Linked DNA regions of Mus musculus: all the other regions are linked to region 4. A link is a contact called in public HiChIP or PLAC-seq data. All regions are on one chromosome and are shown on one strand. The core of a region is the stretch at or near the end of the contact, and the rest is flanking DNA. Distances in the headings are between cores, read along the strand shown. Region 1 has its middle 38 kb from the start of Gm39037. Region 2 has its middle 21 kb from the start of Gm39037. Region 3 has its middle 3.3 kb from the start of Gm39037. Region 4 holds the start of Slco3a1 (solute carrier organic anion transporter family, member 3a1).

Evidence for each region. HiChIP or PLAC-seq counts read pairs in DNA pulled down with a chosen protein or histone mark.
Region 1: a contact with region 4 is called in a BATF HiChIP or PLAC-seq map of CD8 T cells, with 13 read pairs. The contact joins the enhancer-like site here to the promoter of Slco3a1 in region 4. A contact is called at or near these places in 3 of 39 promoter capture datasets (the 3T3-L1 cell line, embryonic stem cells and hippocampal neurons), 6 of 484 Hi-C or Micro-C datasets (the N1E-115 cell line, Sertoli cells, brain and 3 more), 7 of 115 datasets of contacts at active chromatin or transcription factors (CD8 T cells, bone marrow-derived macrophages, cardiomyocytes and 4 more) and 1 of 9 other capture datasets (adipose tissue).
Region 2: a contact with region 4 is called in a BATF HiChIP or PLAC-seq map of CD8 T cells, with 14 read pairs. The contact joins the enhancer-like site here to the promoter of Slco3a1 in region 4. A contact is called at or near these places in 2 of 39 promoter capture datasets (the 3T3-L1 cell line and embryonic stem cells), 3 of 484 Hi-C or Micro-C datasets (Th1 cells, Th17 cells and bone marrow-derived macrophages), 4 of 115 datasets of contacts at active chromatin or transcription factors (CD8 T cells, bone marrow-derived macrophages and extraembryonic endoderm stem cells) and 3 of 9 other capture datasets (adipose tissue, liver and pancreatic islet).
Region 3: an H3K27ac HiChIP or PLAC-seq map of extraembryonic endoderm stem cells shows a contact between it and region 4, with 2.9 times the contacts expected there. The contact joins the enhancer-like site here to the promoter of Slco3a1 in region 4. A contact is called at or near these places in 2 of 39 promoter capture datasets (embryonic stem cells and stem cell-derived epiblast-like cells), 1 of 15 datasets of contacts at CTCF or cohesin (the NIH/3T3 cell line), 5 of 484 Hi-C or Micro-C datasets (the AML12 cell line, cortical neurons and epidermal suprabasal cells) and 3 of 115 datasets of contacts at active chromatin or transcription factors (differentiating embryonic stem cells, extraembryonic endoderm stem cells and trophoblast stem cells).

The regions. Positions count from the first base shown.
Region 1 is chr7:74,662,691-74,665,498 of GRCm38.p6, forward strand. No RefSeq gene overlaps it. Among named protein-coding and RNA genes, the nearest start is that of Gm39037, 38 kb to the left of the region's middle. Within about 2 kb of position 1,336, at least 10 of the 459 cell types and tissues checked have an H3K27ac peak or open chromatin away from gene starts, as enhancers often do. A contact at or near this core is called in CD8 T cells and effector CD8 T cells, where this site is marked.
Region 2 is chr7:74,645,928-74,648,846 of GRCm38.p6, forward strand. No RefSeq gene overlaps it. Among named protein-coding and RNA genes, the nearest start is that of Gm39037, 21 kb to the left of the region's middle. Within about 2 kb of position 1,599, at least 27 of the 459 cell types and tissues checked have an H3K27ac peak or open chromatin away from gene starts, as enhancers often do. A contact at or near this core is called in CD8 T cells and Th17 cells, where this site is marked.
Region 3 is chr7:74,628,003-74,630,999 of GRCm38.p6, forward strand. No RefSeq gene overlaps it. Among named protein-coding and RNA genes, the nearest start is that of Gm39037, 3.3 kb to the left of the region's middle. Within about 2 kb of position 1,264, at least 7 of the 459 cell types and tissues checked have an H3K27ac peak or open chromatin away from gene starts, as enhancers often do. A contact at or near this core is called in the AML12 cell line and extraembryonic endoderm stem cells, where this site is marked.
Region 4 is chr7:74,553,348-74,556,158 of GRCm38.p6, forward strand. Slco3a1 (solute carrier organic anion transporter family, member 3a1) reads right to left here and starts at 1,433. Exons shown (of 10, transcript NM_023908.2): 1 at 1,064-1,433. The coding sequence starts at 1,243.

The DNA of each region.
Region 1 (2,808 bases), core at 86-2,585, 110 kb after region 4:
CCCCCTATCCCATCCCCCATCCCCTGTTTCTATGAGGGTGTTTACTCACCCAATACTGCTTCACTCCCCATCCCCTGACATTCCTCTACATTGGGGCATCGAGTCTTCACTGTACCAATGGCCTCTTCTCTCATTGTTGCCTGACAATGCCATCTTCTACTACATACGTGGCTGGAGCTATGATGGGTCCCTCCATGTGTACTCTTTGGTTGGTGGTTTCATCCCTGGGAGCTCTGGGGCATCTGGTTGGTTGATATTGATGTTCTTCCTATGGGGTTGCAAACCCTTTCAGCTCCTTCAGTCCTTTCTCTAATTCCTCCATTGGGGACTCCATGTTCATTCCAATGGTTGGCTGTGAGCATCCACCTCTGTATTTGTCAGGCTCTGGCAGAGCCTCTCAGGAGACAGCTATATCAGTCTCCTGTGAGCATGCACTGCTTGGCATCCACAATAGTGTCTGGGCTTGGTGACAGTATATAGGGTGGATCCCCAGGTGGGACAGTCACTGGATGGCCTTTCCTTCAGTCTATGCTCCACACTTTATCACCATATTTCCTCCTGTGAGTATTTTGTTTCCCCTTCTAAGAAGGACCGAAGCAGCCACACTTTGGTCTTCCTTATTTTTGAGCTTCATGTGGTCTGTGAATTGTATCTTGGGTATTCTGGGTTTTGGGTTAATATCCACTTATCAGTGAATGCATACCATGTGTGTTCTTTTGTGACTGGGTTACCTCACTCAGGATATTTTCTAGTTCCATCCATTTGCCTAAGAATTTCATGAAGTCATTGTTTTTAATAGCTGAGTTGTGTAAATATACCATTGTGTAAATATACCACATTTTCTGTATCCATTCCTCTGTTGAGGAACATCTGGGTTGTTCTAGCTTCTGGATATTATAAATATAGCTGCTATGAACATGATGGAGCATGTGGAACACCTTTTGGGTATATGCCAAGGAGTGGTATTGCTGGTTCCTCAGATTTTGGATGTACATGTATTTTAAATGTAGTTTAAAGGTTTTTTTAAACTTTGATTTACATCTAGAATGCTTGGCTTATATCTCCTTATATGGGACATGTCAGGGCCAAAAGAAATTTGTTTCACATAGACCTTACATATACAACCTGATCATAATTTTATACAATACTGTTGATAATTCTGTGCATGAAAAGTTATGTGTATTGAAGGATATTTGTACTATAGATCAAGTGTGGCATCTTTTATTTTCAGTTACTTGGGTGATGCTTAATTTGTGTATACGGCAGAGTTACCCAGTGTGCCTCTGAGTCCTCTGTGGTTGCCCTGTGCTCCACCACTGTGATGCAGTCTGCAGAACTGGAGCCTCTCATCTTACCCAGCTTCTCAGACACCTTCTTCACTGGGTTCAATGTTTCCTGTTGAAAACAACAAAACTGCTGTTTGGGCTTTTTTTTTTTTTTTTTTTTTTTGAGAGTCTGTTTTTGCATATCATACAGATACATTTTTGTTACTCTTTTTTTTTTTAAAGGAAAGCAATGTATGTTGATTCAAGGGTAGAAAAAAAGCTGAAAGATATTCTCTTGAGCAGGTGGCTCATGGTGAAAAAAAATCACTTCTGTTCAATGTTTACATGGGTTTGAACCATACTTTAAGATGGAAAAACAGAGGCAATTAGAGTTAAGTAACAACTGAATGTTTAACTTGTCTTCTTTGGTTTTGTCTTGTGTTTTTAACGGTTTGCTGAAATAATGGCCTCTTCTCTGGGCTCTCATTTGCTTTGCCATGGGTGTCAGATCTGTGTGGAGTTGCTCATACAAGAAAAGTGCCACTCCTTATGAAGTAACGATGTTAAGTTTTGGAAGTGCTTGATGGCTAAAGTGAAGGAAATCTGTATTTGAGGCTCAAATGATGGTATGACTTAGTCCTTCTGAATTTCAGTCACTTTATGTGTAGTAGTGGAGATAAAGGTAGAGAACATTATGATTGTCAGTAAAACAACACCATTGTGATAAAAGGTGGTGATGGTTACTGCTGCCAATGCTTACTAAATAGGCTTTTATATGTTTATTAATAAATACCATTCAATGTAAATTGTATGGTAGAGATTGGCATCTTATGGCAACTGATAATAGCTCAAAGCAAACCATTTCCTGGATCTTGATTCTTGGTGATAATACTTCATCTTCTTTGTTTCCTGAGTTCATTTGTTGCCTGTATTGATTCTCTATCCCAGTGGAGCTGGATTTGAGAACTGCATTAAAAATATTAACCAAAAGAGGCTGTTTTTTAGGCAAATGTGTAATGAAGCTTCGGATGGTCCCAAATGGTATTTGCCAGTGGCTATTCATCATGACCAGTGCATAATTTTTCAGGAAGTGAGACTGGAAACGTCAGAAAAAGATATGATTTCTCGTTTTATGGATGCACAGGGAACATTCAACAACTCAACCTACTATGAGGTGGGAGGTCATTGAGTCTATTTAGTAGTGGGAGTGTGTTACACATACAGTGTCTTTGTAGTAATCTTTATAATCAGGACCCATTGTTCACCACCATGATATTGTTTTCTCCATCATTAGGCAGAGAGGCAAAACTTCTTTAGTCTGTGACTGAATGTTCCCAAATGGAAAGTAGCCAGAAAGGTGCTGTCAATTGTTCTGATTCAGAAGGGATCTTGTACAGTGATCTTTTGTCTGTGCTTTCTGAAGAAAATTTAATTTTAAACTATCATATTTGTTTTAAAATCCTTGCACTACCAAGAATTTACCCACTTTCCCAACTGTGGAAAATTGGCCTACTTGTAAAAGTGAAGAAACTCAAACTGTTAC
Region 2 (2,919 bases), core at 349-2,848, 93 kb after region 4:
AGGAATGACCTTCCTGTTTCCTTGGAAGGTGTGCTTTGTTCTGGGTCATCCAATTATTCTCACTCACAAGAGCAATTACTGTGAGACCATGGGCTTTTGGAGTTGGATAGTACCAGAGGTTACCCATCTGAGCTGACACTGGGGTCTCCTGAGAGAAGAACTTCAGAAAGATGGAGATGAATTCTTGCTCCCCCTCCCGCCCCCGCTGTCATTTCATCGGCTTTGTGACCCAACCTCAGCAAGTTCTGTTTCTTCTGTGCCTGTATTCCTAATCTCAAAATTGAGCTGATGGTGCACAGTTAGAGATGAAGGGAAGCTCATGAGGTAAGTGTTAGCCAGGTAAGGGTCGTGGAGGAAGTGGGCAGGCATGGCAGAGGAGGAACTGAGAGTTCTATACCTTGATCTGAAAACTGCTAAGAGAAGACTGACTGTCTTCTAGGAAGCTAGGGGGAGGGTCTCAAAGCCCACTCCACACTTCCTCTAACAAGGCCATGCCCACTCCAGCAAGGCCATACCTCCTATTAGTACCAGTCCCTGGGCCACCCATATTCAAACCAACACAAGCTCTTACCTTCATTGCACAAAGTGTATGTTGTGATTCCCATGGCAAGACTTACAGAGGCTCTGTGGCTTAATTCCTGACTTAGGTGATGAGCTTGCTGGTTAATCTTGATTGTCAGCTTGATTGAATTTAAATTTACCCTGGAAATACACTTTGGAGTGCATCTGCGAGTCTGCTTTTAGAAAAGTTTAACTGAGGAGAGAAGCCCCCACAAATGTGGGCAGCTCTATCCTACTGGTCATGATCCAGGACTGATTAAATGAAAGGCTGTGAGCTGAACACCAGCATCTGGGTCTCTTGAGTTCCCGATTGCACATGCACCGTGGTCAGCCACCTCATGCTGTCCCACCATGCTTTACATGCCATGATGGAGTGTATCTCTGCAAACCATGCGCCAAAATGAACCCTCTTCTTCTTCAGTTTCTTTAGGAATTTTTTTCCATTACAACAAGAACAGTAATGAATACAATGAACCATGAGGTGTCTGCTACCCAGTTCCCACATAGATGTGGTGACCAATACAGCCAAGCACATCTGTCCATGGTCAACTCCACAGACTCCTGTTTGGCTAAAGACAAAGCTCCACAGTGACAAGAGGGATGACATGATTGTCCAAGTGTGCAGATCTAAGATCACATCTTCATGCGTGAAGTCGGTGCCCAAGACTGGCTCCAGAGATTACCAGGATTAAGACAAAGCAGTGATCATTTCTTTACCTCCCACATCCCAATGTGTAGAGAATGAAAACAAAATGCTAAGAAGTTTGGCTAATCAGGTCTGGAGTTACTGTCAAGAAGCTACCTGCAGTGGAGTTTCAGAAAGAGGGGTGGAAAGTAGAATGTAAAGCCATTTGAAGTCTTTATAAAAAAAACTTTCTGGAAACTGGAGGTCATGGCCCCAAGCTCCAAAGTCTAGAGTCAGTTCCCAGAAAAGTTTTGTTAAACTAGATATGAAGGATTCTTGAGCCCAGGCCACCATGGACCATTTCCTGTTTCCTTTGACTCATCGGATGGAAGACCAGGGATTTCCCCTTAACCATCAGAATTTGGCAAAGAAAGCTTCTTTATTGCTCAAGAAGAAAGTCCCAGCACACTATTCTGTGCCAATAAGTGACACATATTTTGCTTCTATGGATTTTTTTCTTTCCTTGCACTTTCAATTCTCGTTATTAGCCATGGCTATACTTAATAAAGTCTCCAGGAACACTGAATTAGTGAATGCTCAACTATAGTTTTCCACAGAAGTTCAGGTTTAGGATTCGAACCCCTGATCACATACTTACTCATTGGGTGATTCATAGCCTTTATGTGCTCTACAGGTAAAATGTGTGTGTGTGTGTGTGTGTGTGTGTGTGTGTGAGAGAGAGAGAGAGAGAGAGAGAGAGAGGGAGGGAGAGAGAGAGAGAACTTTATAGAATTTATGCCACACACTGCTGTATGTACCTCATGCCTGAATGGATCTATATACCTCTTCCATAGGGTGCATCCCAGCTGTCTTGCACTTAGCAACACTGGAGAGCATAATATTCTGTGCTTAGGGGGCCCATCCAAAGAGGAAAGCCAGCAAACAAAACCACAAAATCAACCATGACAAATCATGTTTATGAACAGACCACACAAAGGCAATTGTTTACACCATGAGATCTTGTCAACACTGCAGTTCATGACTGCATTCAACTCTCAGCTGGGTTTGTGAGCATTGAGTTGTATGTTCTTTATTACTCTGTGCATGTCCAGAGCAACCAAGACAGTGCCATGAGCATTAATGTTGGGCTTACTATTGAATTTTAGTGTACATATGAATCTACAAACTCAGAAACTGTGAATAATGGACTCTGCTATTAGTGATTGTTTAGTGGTGCTATGATTTTTTTTTGAGTGGGGTGGGGGTGGGGTGGGAGATCAACGAACCAATGTCTTTTAGCAATGGGTCTATCAACCCTGTATTAACTTTAACCAACACCAGAACTTGTTATGCAGCTAGTAGTGGATAGTGGTTATCTGACCATCATCTAGGGCAAGAGTTGGCCTTTTTTGTGAAAAATTCTGATAGTAAATGAAGACTTGCCAGCCATATGCAACCAAAGACAACTGCATATCAATAGATATGACTGAGTTCCAAAAGAACATTATTTCCAAAAGCAAAAGGGGCCCTGAATTATATAGAAGATTGCAGTTTTCTCACCTCTAATATAGGTTTCCATTTGCATGCAGAAAGAATAGTCTTCTAGCTGCTTCTTAGATGTATCTTCTTTCACAAAAGTCTACAGGATGCCAAGGAAGACAGTCTTTAAAGAAATGTTGGTAGGTTAAGTAATAAAGCATTCTGTAATACTGTACTCAAATTATCCTTTATTT
Region 3 (2,997 bases), core at 14-2,513, 74 kb after region 4:
GTTGACTCTGTAGGTCTTCTTGTGGTATTCTTGAACAGCGCAGCTCACATAATCCTATTCCCCACTCATCCACAGGATTCCGAAAGCTCCGCCTGATGTTTGGCTGTGGATCTCTGCCTCTGTTTCCATCCGCTACTGGATGAAGCCTCTCAGGAGATAGTTATGCTAGGCTCCTGTCTGCAAGCATAACATAGTGTTAATAATAGTGTCAGGAGTTGGCTCCCTCCCATGGGGTGGGTCTCAAGTTGGACTAGTCATTAGTCATTCTTCCAATCTCTGCTTCATCTTTATCCCCACACATCTTATAGGCTGTCAAGTCAAAGGTTTTGTGGTAGGTTGGTCTCCCCCTCCCTACATTGGAAGTCCTGCCTGACTGCAGGAGTTTGTCACTTCAGGCTCCATATCCCCAGCTGCTAGGAGCCTCAGCTAGGGTCACCTCCACAAACTCTGAGGAGTCTCCCCCTTCCAAGGTCTCCGGCTTGTCTCAGAGATGCCCCCTCTACCAATTTCTGTTTTCTCTCCCAACCCTCCCCCCACCCTACTCTCCCCACACCTGATTGCCCCCCCCCATTCCTGTTTATTCCACTACCCCAATTCCCTCTTTCATCCACTCCCAATGCCTATTTTATTTCTTCTTCTAAGTGAATTCAAGCATCCTTTCTTGGGCCTTCCTTGTTACTTAGCTCCTTTGGGGTCTGTGGATTATAGCCTGGCTATCCAGTACTTTATGGCTAATGTTTACTTACATTTTTAAATATAGAATTCCAGTGACATTACATGGTATTACTTTCTACATGGTAGACCAAAAGTGCTAGGAGAATATAATTCATCGATGCCTTTTCTGTACTGGGTGAGTTAGATATGTACCCCTCTGCAGGGGTCATTTTTCTCATATCTCAAATGAGCTAGTATTTCAATGGATTCTTTTGAGATTTAATCATTTTTTTCTTAGTGTTTGGAAAGTGGTAAATATTTAACCAATGTTGGTTCACTCTGTCCCTTAAAACGCATCTAGTAGACCTATGCAATGAAACTCAAGTTAGGACTTCCCTGAAGTTCCAGTGAGACTACATATAGCATATGTCCCGTGAATCCATCCATAGTGATTCCCTCAAAAGCAATCCAGGGGATACATTTTAGTGATCAGACAAAAGTTCAAGATTATACTTTTCCAACACTAATTTCTATGCTCATGGACTCTCCTAGCTTGCTGCTCATTCCCAGCCCCTGGGCTTCTCTGTAACAAATGTTTATTTCCTCATTCCGCCAGGGCTGTGGCTGTCTTTGGTGGCCTCCAGGAATGCCTGGAACTGACTCGATGGGTCACAGAATGTAGTCTTGGGTTTAGGGGAAGCTCCTGATTTTTCAAATGCCTTTTCCTGACATGCATTGTTTCGGACATCTGTAGAAACAATAGCCATGAGTTATTTATAGATGAGTATGAATGCTGCATCCATGCTGAATCTCTATTTGCACAAGGCTTCACACAGATTTGATAGAAATTTCTTCCCAAGTTACTCTGGCTATTCAACAAAATCCATACTCCAGAAAGTGACACCCCTCACACCTTTCACTTACAAACATTAAGAAAGGGTTTTGAAGAAGAAATAAAATTACCAAACATGTTCTATTCCTGCCTCTATCAACTCTTGCCTATAACAGCTCTTAAAAAGAGAATCACTATCTTAAAGGCAAAGATCTACATAAAAATTCCAACACCAAACAGCCTCACCTTGAGTAAAGGATCAATAGATGTCTGGCTGGAAGGATTCCTCAGAGCTTGGTCACCTCAGACCCTTCGTTTCCCAGTGTCTAGAAAGACAATGAGGTCAGTCAAGGGATAATGATAAGTAATATGTGAGATGGCATGCCGGCAGGTCTCCATGGCCACTGGGCCACAGGAAGGAGAGAAGAAAATGAAGTTCAAGCTTTGTCTTTCATGTTGTAGTATCAAGGGATGATGTTTATTCATATTAAAAATGTTGATGACATATGAAAATTGTCATCCTAAAACAGAGAGCTTTGGGCCAGTCACTGGATCAACAAACACACAAAAAAGGCAAAATCCCACCCAGAGTTTTTCTGACTTTTAGCCAGTTGTTCTCTGAGTTAGCTGGTTACCTGGATAGATAGGTAGGCAGACCAAGGTAGACCAAGAAGTAGCTAAATGGGTGTGTACACAGATAGGCAATAGAGATAGAGGGAGAGGCAGATCTGTGGAAACATGAATTAAATCATTGATTCATTGATTATTTTTCAGAAACTGCTGATGGATTTTCTAAAACTGTAGTGGAGATATGAATCTTTTATCACATTACCAGTGAGTCATTTTAACGGGAAGAGAAATGATTTTCCATCTTACTGACTTTGGTTTGCCTGTGGGTGATCTGCCATTCACACAGCATGTTAGTGATATCAGTAATCAAGCTATCACTATTCATTCAGACTCCATATCTCTCTGGGTGGTCACGGCACCTAAGCACCATTAATTCATTCACTTTCTGATTCCCAGGAGCCAGAGAATGTAGCCTCTACCCCGGAAGCACTAAATGTTTAGTTCGAAGAACAGGGAAACTGTCACAGGGATGGAAATGCAATATTTGACAGAATCAAGATTCTAGATGATTTCGATGAGCAAGACTTGGAACCAAAATTAAATACGGGTGTAAAGATTTGTGAAGTATTTTGTGAAGTAAGCAAAAAAAAATGTGATTGATTTGGCCTAGCAAACACAGAAGTGGTTGCTCACAGTCAGCTATTGGATGGATCACAGGGCCCCCAATAGAAGAGCTAGAGAAAGTACCCAAGGAGCTAAAGGGAAATGCAACCCTATAGGTGGAACAACATTATGAACTAACCAGTACCCCCCAGAGATCTGTCTCTAGCTACATATGTATCAGAAGATGGCCTAGTCAGCATCAGTGTAAAGAGAGGCCCATTGGTCGTGAAAACTTTATATGTCTAAGTACAGTGGAACACCAGGGCCAAGAAGTGGGA
Region 4 (2,811 bases), core at 183-2,682:
ATAGCATCAGGATACACATAGCTCTATCTCTGGATGTGGTTATCCAACCGCTTTTGAAATCTTGTCCAATTCGATCTCCATCAAATGTGCTCACTAACACTTAAAATCTATGACATTTGATTCCAGTTTCAGGTCAATAGCCAAGTAATGATTTAACACTATCCACTCGAAGACATCTTTTCCTGGGTAGACAGAATAGGTCTGGAAGTGCACTGTCTGAAACTCAAGTGCGGACCACCTGAGCAAGACAGAAGAAAGCGACAAAGTAGGTACTTGGTAATCCTTACAAGTGGATTCCCTGGGCATAGTAGGTGTCCATGGGCCTTTGGGCATCAATAATCCCTTTCTGGAGACAAATAAAGCAAATACATATTGTACAGATGATCCACTCCCCGTGTGGGCGAGCGACCATGATGGGGAATTAAGGTAGAACTACAGAAACTCGCAGCTGCTCTCCAGGTACTATAACTTTATCCCTCCACAGAAAGATGGCTATTGGGATCTGGGTGGGACTAGTCCCCCTGCAGTTACCGCTGAGCTCAGGGCCACACTCGGGCGCCTTTTAAATTCCCCCAGCAATTGGTGGATGGAGAAAGAGCCAGGGGGAAAAAAGATGCATAATGATTCGTTCACCGGGCGGATGAAACGGAGAGTAGAGGACGCAGGATGCTAACTGGCTTTTCCTCCCATGTGCAGGTCACCTGAACCGCGATGCCTTCCAGTCTCTGAGGAGGCTCCCTGAACTCGCCATATGGCTCCGTTTTCAAGAGGGGAGAAGAAACAGTTTCATGCCCACCTGCCTGCGGCATCTCCTTTCAGGCACCCCTTCCCTAGCCCCTGCCCGGCGCGCGAGCTGCCGGCATCCACGGTCCCGCCCGCTCCGAGCTCCGGCCGGCAGCTCCCCCGGCGGCCGCCTCTGCACCAGTCGCCAACCTCCGTGCCGGGCCGAGGTCATGCCCGCCTGCCCCCGGAGCCGGCGAGGCCCCTTCCCGGTGCCAGGCGGCAAGCCCGAGAAGCGCCGGCAGGGAAGGGGGTCCGCCGCAGAGTTGGCACCCGGACTCACCAGGTAGGCGCCCACCGTACCCTGCGCCAGCATCAAGGCGCACTCAGACACCAGGAAGATCTTGATGTTGGAGAAGCAGGACACCTTCTTTTTCTTCTTCTTGTTCCTCTGCGCCTCGTCCCCCTGCAGCTCGCCGCTCCGGCCGCCGCCCGACGAGCCGCCCGGCTTCTTTCCCTGCATCCTTCCCCCGCCGCCGCCGCCGCCGCCGCTTTCCCGCTCGCCCCGGGTGTCGTGGCCGTTGCCGGGCGGGGGTGCGTGCCGCGAGGCTGCGTACTGTCCCCGCCCCGGGCCCGCGGCGGCCGCCCCCGTCCTGCCGCGGCTAGAGAGGTTGAAGGCTCCGCTCCTCGCTGCCGCCGCGCTAGCTCCCTTCCTCCTCCTCCTCCTTCTCCTCCTCCTCCTCCTCCGCCCTCCCTTCGCCGCCTCCTCCGGCTCGGGCTGTGCCAATCACAGGGACTCCTCGCGTCGCCCGCTGCTGCCGCCGCCTAGCCTCTCTCGGACTCTCGCCGTTGCCTTCACCGGCTTCCCCTGGCCCGCCGGCTTCGCTTGCCTTCACCCCTAGCGCCCCAAGCCCGGGCCGGGGCCTGATCGCCGCCTTGAGCCCCGGGCTGCGCCGCTACTGGCTGCGGGTGCGTCCCTGGGAGGCACGAGGGGACCTGCTTGGGGCACTAAGGGCTTGCTGATGGTCAAGGCCGGCGGGGTCTAACTACCCAGCGAAACTGCAAAATCCAGGAGTCCTGGTGGGGTAGGAGGCTGAGCGAGGAAGGTGCTACCCGGCCACTAGGAGGCATTGTGGGGCCCAGGGCACCAAGGCGGAAACTGGGTGGTACTAGGACTAGCAATGAGGTGCAGAGATGGGAGTATCCAGGCACCCTACTTCTAGTGCGGGTACCGGACTGCTAAGGCCGGAGAGAAGAAGCAATTTTCATAAAGAGAGTATCGCAGGAGCTGTATTCGGCTTGGTTTAGGGATTTCTAAGGACAGACGTTGTGCTCTGGGGCTCTGGAAGATGCCGAGATAGGAGCTGCCATTGGCTCCTTTGGTTTGCCAGCCTCTGCTCCTGCATTCAGTGGCTACTGGACATATCTAAACCGCCCATTCCCCGAAAATGGGAGAAAGAAACAGAACCTCTGAGAAGGGAAGTTAGAGCTTCAGGGAGTCTCACATCTTCCCCCAGCCTCCAAGTACAGGCAACTGCAGATCACAAGGACCCCAGCAGAGGGCCTTGTTTAGTTCTCCAGCGGCCTGCGGTTGGAGTTCAGGAAGGGATGAGCCACAAGCCTGCTGTGTCCCCACCCCTCTCCTGACTATTGTGGCCCTCCCTGGCTTGGCCTGAAGGTCAGCATGCAGCAGAGCCAATTGTCATCAGTCCTCCGCCCCTTGCTCCCCAGCATTCCCTAGGATTTTGGTCCACAAGGCGCCTCTGATAGGATGTACTGATTCAGGCAGCAGCGTTTGGAAGCTAAGAGAAAAGTGGATACGAACAGAAAATACCTAGCATTGTTGTCCACGTTAGTGATGGAGAAGCCAAAGCCTATTTGGAGAACTTTTCCTTGCTTTCCCAAGGGCCTATATCCCAATGCCAAGGCTTACATTCAATAGTGCATAGCAATTAGCACCGGCCATAATTTCTACTTTCTTCCAGAGAAATTGAGTAAGAATAGACGGTGGCACAGTGGGGGTGTGTTGTTTGCCTTACCATTTAAATATAAATTGCTTCATCCATCTGTCTTCCAGACATGACCTCACCT